Regions from separate parts of the Zea mays genome. Here region 1 is linked to region 2. Evidence: chromatin contacts called from public Hi-C data. All regions are on one chromosome and are shown on one strand. The core of a region is the stretch at or near the end of the contact, and the rest is flanking DNA. Distances in the headings are between cores, read along the strand shown.

Region 1 (3,643 bases), core at 147-2,646, 130 kb before region 2:
CAGTTGTTTGAGCAATATGAGCACAGAACAAATAATCTAGCTTTGTCATCCCAGTTCTACCTACTGGATTTGGTACTAAGCTACTGAAACACAAGCATATAATAAGCTAATAAAGCAATGCTTGACAAAAGTAGAAACAAAGTTAGCAAACAGTGATGAATCTGTACCTGATAACTAGGACCGAAGGCCAACCCCGTGAGCTTAGACTTATCCTGCTTTGGTCTGTTCTTCATCAGCTCTGCTTGATTTACTTCTAAAATCTGGACCGGCGTATCATTTCTACCTCTCTTCCCTCCACTCCTACCCATCTCTGGTGGCAATATCGGTTCATGCACCGGTGGCAATGTCGCTGCTACCTCATGACCATAACCTCCAGCAGTATAATCTACTCCATATGGCACTGCCGCAACATGGTCATATCCACTGGCATGCTCCCCTCCATGCGCATGAACATACCCTGCACTTTGCCCTCTTTCATATGCGGCATACTGTGTTCCATCCTCATAATTCGCACTGGCACTAGGATCCCAACCATAAGCACCGTGTTGCGCATAGTGGTTTGGATCCCACGCATATGTTTCATATCCACTAGTGCTCCCAGCTCCAGCATCATAGCTTTGCTGCTGCTCCCCGGTTGCAGCATTAAAAGCCTGCTGGTTTTCATGCTCCTCCTCCAGCTCCGGCGCAGGCATGTCACCATCACTGCCACTATCTTCCGAATCGTCGTCGTCGGTTGCGCCGGTGTCAGGCCTTTCCGGGGCTCCTGTGTTGGCAACCGAGCTTGAAGGCAGAGCGGTGCCGAGATTTAGCTTCTCTGGCGCAGCCGTATCGATTGCCGACCTCCTCGCTCCCGCGCCAGAGCCGGCGCCGAGCCCGAGCGAGTGCTTCGGAGGCGGGAGGAACGAGGACACGGGACCCGAGCCAGCAGACACGGGCGGCAAGCGCGCCTCGTTGTTGCTCGCGCGGCGCTTCTTGGGATCGTCCTCCTCGTCGTCGGAGCTGTCGCCTGTGGGCTGCCGGATCGGCTGCGGGCGATACTGGACGACGCGCTTAGGGTTTCCTCCGGAAGACTTGGGCGGCGGGATAGAGGAGAAGGTGGGGTTAGGGGCGGGGGAGGATTTGGGCGCCGAGAGAGAGGAGAAGAGCGGCGTGGGGGTGGATTTGGGCGCCGGGAGGGAGGAGAAGAGCGGTGCGGGGGCGGACTTGGGTTGCGGGAGCGAGGAGAAAAACCCGCCTGCGCCGCCACCGGAGGAAGTGGCGATGGCGGGGGAATGAGCAGGAGGAGGAGCAGGTGGGGCCTCATCAGCGTCGTCGTCGGAAGAGGCGTAGCTGGCGAGGAGAGAGTCCATGGCGTGGCTGGGCGGCGGCTTCGGTCGCCGGGGGAGGAAAAGTAACGGGGAACAGGAAGACGGCGTCACGGCGCCAGAGCAGCTCGGGTCGGGGTCGTGGGCCCGACCGTACGAGGCCGAGTCGTGGCGTGGGCCGCCGGCCGCGGCTGGGTGGGCCGATGCAGACGACTCGTGTATCTCGCGAGCTGCATAAATATTTTATTTTTCATAAATATTTATCAAATTTAAAAAATACAAAACTCCCTACCCGATTGAATTTGAACCGACGCCAAGTGCTTAGAGCAACTAACACCAAAACAGATATTATTAAAAAATAATGATTTTTGTTGCTCCAACACTCTCTCATTCTTATCCAAAAAAATTTGCCTTGTCTTCATGTGCTGGGAAAGATGAACTAGTAGGATGCTGACTTGTTTTCATGACCTGGTAGCTAGTAGACCAACATGGCTTTGTCCAAATATCTTGTCTTTCATTTATATATGTTAGCGAAACTAGCTACATGTTCGTTGCTTGAGACGTTAACATTGCTAGCATGTCACACAATGTTCATAATATGGATATCTCGATGTACAGACATTTATTAGAACCTATTGCTACATGTTCGTTTTAAATCGCAGGGCTGAAATTACAGAGCTTAAACACCTTGAGCAAAACTACCATTTCGCTTCACAACAGAGATATAAACGGGGTTTACGCCCTATTTGAATATTACTGATATTGTCTATAAAATTTTTTGACCACAGTTACGGTAGTAACACTTTTTTTTTGGCGGAGGAGGGAGTACTTTTTACCGCAATTCTAATTGGCGGCCGACCTAATTGATGACACGAGTATATATTTACAGTTTTAATTAAAATTTCTTCCTGCAAGAAACTTTAGGGAAAATATATATAGAGAGAGAGAGAGAAATTAGGCCGGATATGCTACGTGGGCTGATGATGCACGCAAAACGGGCCAAATAAACGAACTTAGATGATCTGGGGGCTGCAGCTCTGTAGGGGCGGCGTCCTTGGCAATTGGCATGTCTGGAGGTTGGAGGAGTGTCCGGCGGGGAGGGGATCTCCCCGCGCCGCGCGTCCGGACTAGACAGAGACAGCGATCTAGCCACCGAAACGAGTCCCGCCGCGCTACTACGCTGGCCGCTCACGCACGGCACTCGGTCGGTCTGGCCTGGTGCCGCGACGCACGCGCGATGGCGAGTCGTCGACGCGTTCGCCCTTCGCCGTATCGGATCGTGTGGATCCCGGGCCGGCAGCCGCGGGTGATCTGCGGGCTGGGGGTGTCCATCTACCACCGGTGCGCGACGCGTCCGAGCGTATGATGGCTCGCGCACGCACGCACGAACGTTTGGTTTCGCACGATTCCACGAGGCCGTGTACCATACCACCGGTTGAACCGTGTCCTATTAAAAATAGGTATCAAATTCGAAGGTTAACGAGCGGCCAGGAGGAGAAGAACTCCTGGATGAGGATGACAGACGGCTGCGGCCCTTTTATGCCGTCCTCATCATGTGGGTGGGTCTAGTCCCCGATCAACAACGCTGATGCGTACAGTACGCATTTGGCACACACAATCAGATCAGCAGAGAAGATATCCAGCCAATGGAACCGGCTTTTGTTAATCGGACGACGAGAGGAAGCCAAGCCAACGACACCACACGATCGATCTCGTTAATTACTAAAATAATTAGGGAGGAAAAGGACAAACTAACGTCGCCCACATGCTGTTGCTACATTGCAGACGGATGTGGGCCCTGCCGGACCACGAATTCAGGAGAGCACTCGGCCCATCCCTCCTCCAGGTCCGGAGCGCCCGCCGCCGGGGGTCTCGCTCTCGCCGCGCGCGTCATCCACCACGCCGCAACTGCGAGCACCGCAGCCTCCGCTCCACCGCCGGCGCGGACCTCCGACCAGCGCGCGGCGGCCATCGCGACGCGGAGCGGGACGCGACGACGGCACGCGGGCCCCGCCGCGACCCTCTTCCTCCTGGCCCACCCCCCCTCCAGCACGTCCTCCGCCCTCCTCCCTCTCCCTGGCGGCGGCGGCGCCGCCCTCGACTGCGCGGAGTCGGCCGTGGACAGGCAGGAGCCGCTGGACGAGGACGCCCCGGACTCGGCGCCCCCGCGCGGCAGGCGGCGCCTCACGTGCCTGGACGCCAGGAAGTTGGCGCCGTGCACCTTGGCGTCGCAGCGCGGGCAGAGGAACGCCGAGTCCGCGGCGCAGTGCACGGCCGCCGCGCTCCCGCAGAGCTCGCACCGCGTCCGCGTGCCCGCTGCCGCGGCGTCACCAGCGGCA
Region 2 (3,726 bases), core at 153-2,652:
CAGGCGTATTTTTTATCCATTTATCTATTCAAGTATATTACATTATTACTGTTAAATGTTAATTAAATTTCTCCTCCAACTTTTGCAATTCAACAATTAACAAGACAGGGAATCAAGCTCAACAGCTTATGCCCCTGCTTAGCTCATTACAACTTGATGCTTTTCACAGAATGTTAAGATCACAAGCAATTTTCAACTGGAACGCAAAATAGCAATCAGCTGTGCATGAAGGCAAATATTAATGCACCTTGGGATCAAGCTAACAGAAACAGTTGTGACTATTATATGATATGATACTTCAGCGGTACTGGACACTGGTAGAGGTGAAACCACTGGCCTGAACTTCTGATAGGTAATGATGACTAAGATCAGAAGCAGCGACATCCATAAAAAGATATAGAAAGGCCAGTCATGTTTCCAAATCCAGTTTTTGGCCACACCGATATAAAATTTGTAGCCACTCCACACAAACAAAAAACAGTTCAATCATGCCCTAAAATTAAGAGAGAGAACATTCTATTGTCAATAAATTCCAAACATGGATTCAATACAAGACACTGTTCTTAAGGCGCTTTAAAAACCATGATACAAGATCAAGGCGAAAATTAACTTCCCCCTGTAACCTCTAAACTCCTGATAATTACAAACTGATGCGCCTTCAACATTACTCTGCCACAATTCCCCTCTTCCCAATTGCATAGCTGATTCCTTCAAGTATCTCAAAAGTCAAAATCATACACCACACCTAATTAGTACCTATATCTTGCTGGAATTCGACCTGAGTGTCTCAACTGTGAACGCCCTCCCAACTACAGCAGACGACCTCCCGACGCGCTGCCCGCCTCCCGATGCTTCCTCGTGTCCCCACGACTTCGCCGGTGCCGTCCCCATACCTACCCCTATTCTTCTAGGGCCGGCAGTGGTGAGCTTGGGATGCGCCATCAATTTTCCGTCGCTTGACACCGAAGTCGATTTCAGACGGTTGACAGATAGGAAGCGTGAAAAAGAACAGCCGGCGACGCAAAATCACACAATGACTAAGGCTATCTCCAGCAGCTTACACATCCCCATACCCATATTCAAACTCCACGCGAAGTGCTTTTGGTTAAACTTTGGGTAGTACGGCCTAACAAGTAAGTGCGAACAGATTCGGTCCGTAAATCGTCTAGAGAAGCGACATCGAGAGATCCGCTGGAAGTCAGAAGAGCGTACCGCCATTGAAGAATGCAGCAGCAGTTGTCGTCGCTCGTCGGCGCGGTTCGACTGGAGGGAGAGAAGGCCGCGAGGACGAAACTACAGTTCCTGGCGCTGGCGCGGCGGTCACGATTAGGGTTTAGGAGAGCCCAAGCGGGGTACAGGGACCTCCTGGAGATCAGGGACGAACCGCCGCCAGAAAGTAGTTGGGTTGGCCCTTTTGGCTTCAGCCCGTTTAGTAACTTTGGGTCTGTTTGGTTGGGCTGTGGCTGTGAAAAAAGTTGCTGTGGGCTGTGAAAAAAGCTGATGTAGGCTGTAAGCCGTTAAAAAGCTAAAAACTGTTTGGTGGAAACCACTAAAAGTCGTTAAAAGTTCTTCGATATATGTTTTCACAGTTCCATTCGAAAAGCCACTAAAAGCAGGTTCAGGAGTGCTTTCAGATTTGCACTGTGAGAAAGCCAGCTTTTAGAAAAAGCTGCTTCCTAGATCTAACCCTTTGGTTGGCTTTTGGCTTTTAGGGGGCAAAAGCCAAAAGCCAAAAGTCAAACCAAACACACCCTTTATGGGCCTCAGTGTCGAGACTATTCTTGATTTCTTTTATTTCAAAAAAAATGTTTTCTAATTTCGAGACTAAAACATTATCCTGAATCGAGTATTTTTTGTATTTTTTTATGTTGGCGATTTTTTTTGTAAAAGGTGTTTATGAATAATGAAAATTTTCTATTTTATTGTTCTCTCGTCCAATGCCTTCCACGGGACCGCAACAATATGAACTGATATTTACGTTAATGATGGTTTTAGAGAAACCGGTGTTGACACTCTGGAACGGAAACCTTTTTTCTTACGATTCTAATTTTTTTTTACTAATATTAATGCAGGAGTTGCCTATACAACGGTTCATGCAGATGCGTATGAGCATGCAAGCTCCAGCGAAATAAATTATGGGAATAAACCGAAATGGTCCTTCGGCAAGGAAAACTTTGTCTTCTATCGCGTAGCTCACACCTTCATTTGTGTTATATAAAGTATAAATATGTTAAATATATATTAATAATTTAAAATATAAAATACAATCGTGATCAGGCCAACATTGCAGGCCAAGAAGGCAGCATAGGAGCGCATTGTTGTGTGTTATTTTGTCTCGATCCGGAGGCACGCTGAATATCGGTACGTGTACTGATACTGACCTGGTCCCGGATGACTCTTTTGGCAAGATATGGAAATCTATAGGTTTAGATTGTATTTGGATAAATATTTCATTTAAACAAGATATATATATATATATAGGGTAGGTATAACGGGAGCCCTGGGCTTCCAATAGTTAAAGGAAGCCCAGGCCGATCACCCCTGCAAACTGGTTCAACCAGCGCGACCAAACAGGCTGTCGGGTGCGCCACCTGCCCCACGTCTGTTAGCGCAAAAAAGGAATGCATGCATGAGTCAAACACGATCCAATGCATGCGCATAAATTTAGGAAAGATATGTGCGGCAGTTTCTGTTTTTAAAATCCTTTATTTCCTCCATAAATTTAGGATCGCTGCAACAGCCATGCAGCTAGACGCGTAAAGACCATTTTATGATATATACTGAGACTAAATATGCTACACAGTGTTAATAATTATGCAATTCGATATACTGCGTAAAATTCTGTTACCAGCTGCATGCACACGAATTTATGATAAAAATAATGTGCAATGAAAGGAAATGAATTACACGCATAGAAACAAAAAATCGTATTTAATGTTTTATTTCCTTCATAAATATAAGATCCCTCCAACAGCCATGCAGCTAAAACACATTAAATCTAGTTTATGATATATACTGATACAAATTATACTACATGATGTAGGTATTTATGCAATTCGTTACACTGCGTATAAAATATGGCATGTTGTTCACTGGTGGACGCACCTCCGGGTTGGAGCGTAATAACCTTAAGTTTTGAGCATAAAATCCCTCAATTATAAGCGTATATACCGAGCCAATATGAGAGGTTGATAGCTCTAGTAGGTTGTTATTACGATCCTATTTTTATGGCAGATCCGAAAAACATGGCAGTCGCATGCATGCGGTTATACAGATCCTAAAATTATGGTAAAATGCATGCATGAGTCAATCACGTTCCCTTGCATGCGCGTAAATTTAGGAAAGATATGTGTGGCGGTTTCTATTTTAAATGCTTTATTTCCTCCATAAATTTAGGATCGCTGAAACAGACATGCAACTAAAACTCGTAATGACCATTTTATGCTATATACTGATACTAAATATGCTACACTGTGTAGATAATTATGCAATTCGGTATACTGCGTAAAAATCTGCTACAGGCTGCATGCACACGAATTTATGATGGAAAGAATATGCAATGAAAGGAAATGAATTGCATGCATAGAAACAAAAAAATCACATTTAATGTTTTATTTCCTTCATAAATATAGGATCCCTCCAACAGCCATGCAACTAAACGCATTAGAACTAGTTTATGATGTATACTGAAACAAATTATACTACACGGTTTAGGTATTTATGCAA

What was found. Hi-C and Micro-C count contacts between places; a contact is called where the count stands out from the background.
Region 1: a contact with region 2 is called in a Hi-C map of leaf, with 3 times the contacts expected there. The contact joins the promoter of LOC100192621 here to the promoter of LOC100284147 in region 2. A contact is called at or near these places in 2 of 25 Hi-C or Micro-C datasets (leaf and tassel).

What each region holds. Positions count from the first base shown.
Region 1 is chr4:243,983,656-243,987,298 of Zm-B73-REFERENCE-NAM-5.0, reverse strand. LOC100192621 reads right to left here and starts at 1,396. Exons shown (of 2, transcript NM_001137836.1): 1 at 168-1,396. The coding sequence starts at 1,349. It overlaps LOC109946110 (B-box zinc finger protein 32-like), which reads right to left. Exons shown (of 1, transcript NM_001320520.2): 1 at 3,013-3,643. The coding sequence ends at 3,079.
Region 2 is chr4:243,851,166-243,854,891 of Zm-B73-REFERENCE-NAM-5.0, reverse strand. It overlaps LOC100284147 (small nuclear ribonucleoprotein F), which reads right to left and starts at 1,402. Exons shown (of 5, transcript NM_001366696.1): 1 at 1,213-1,402. The coding sequence starts at 1,218.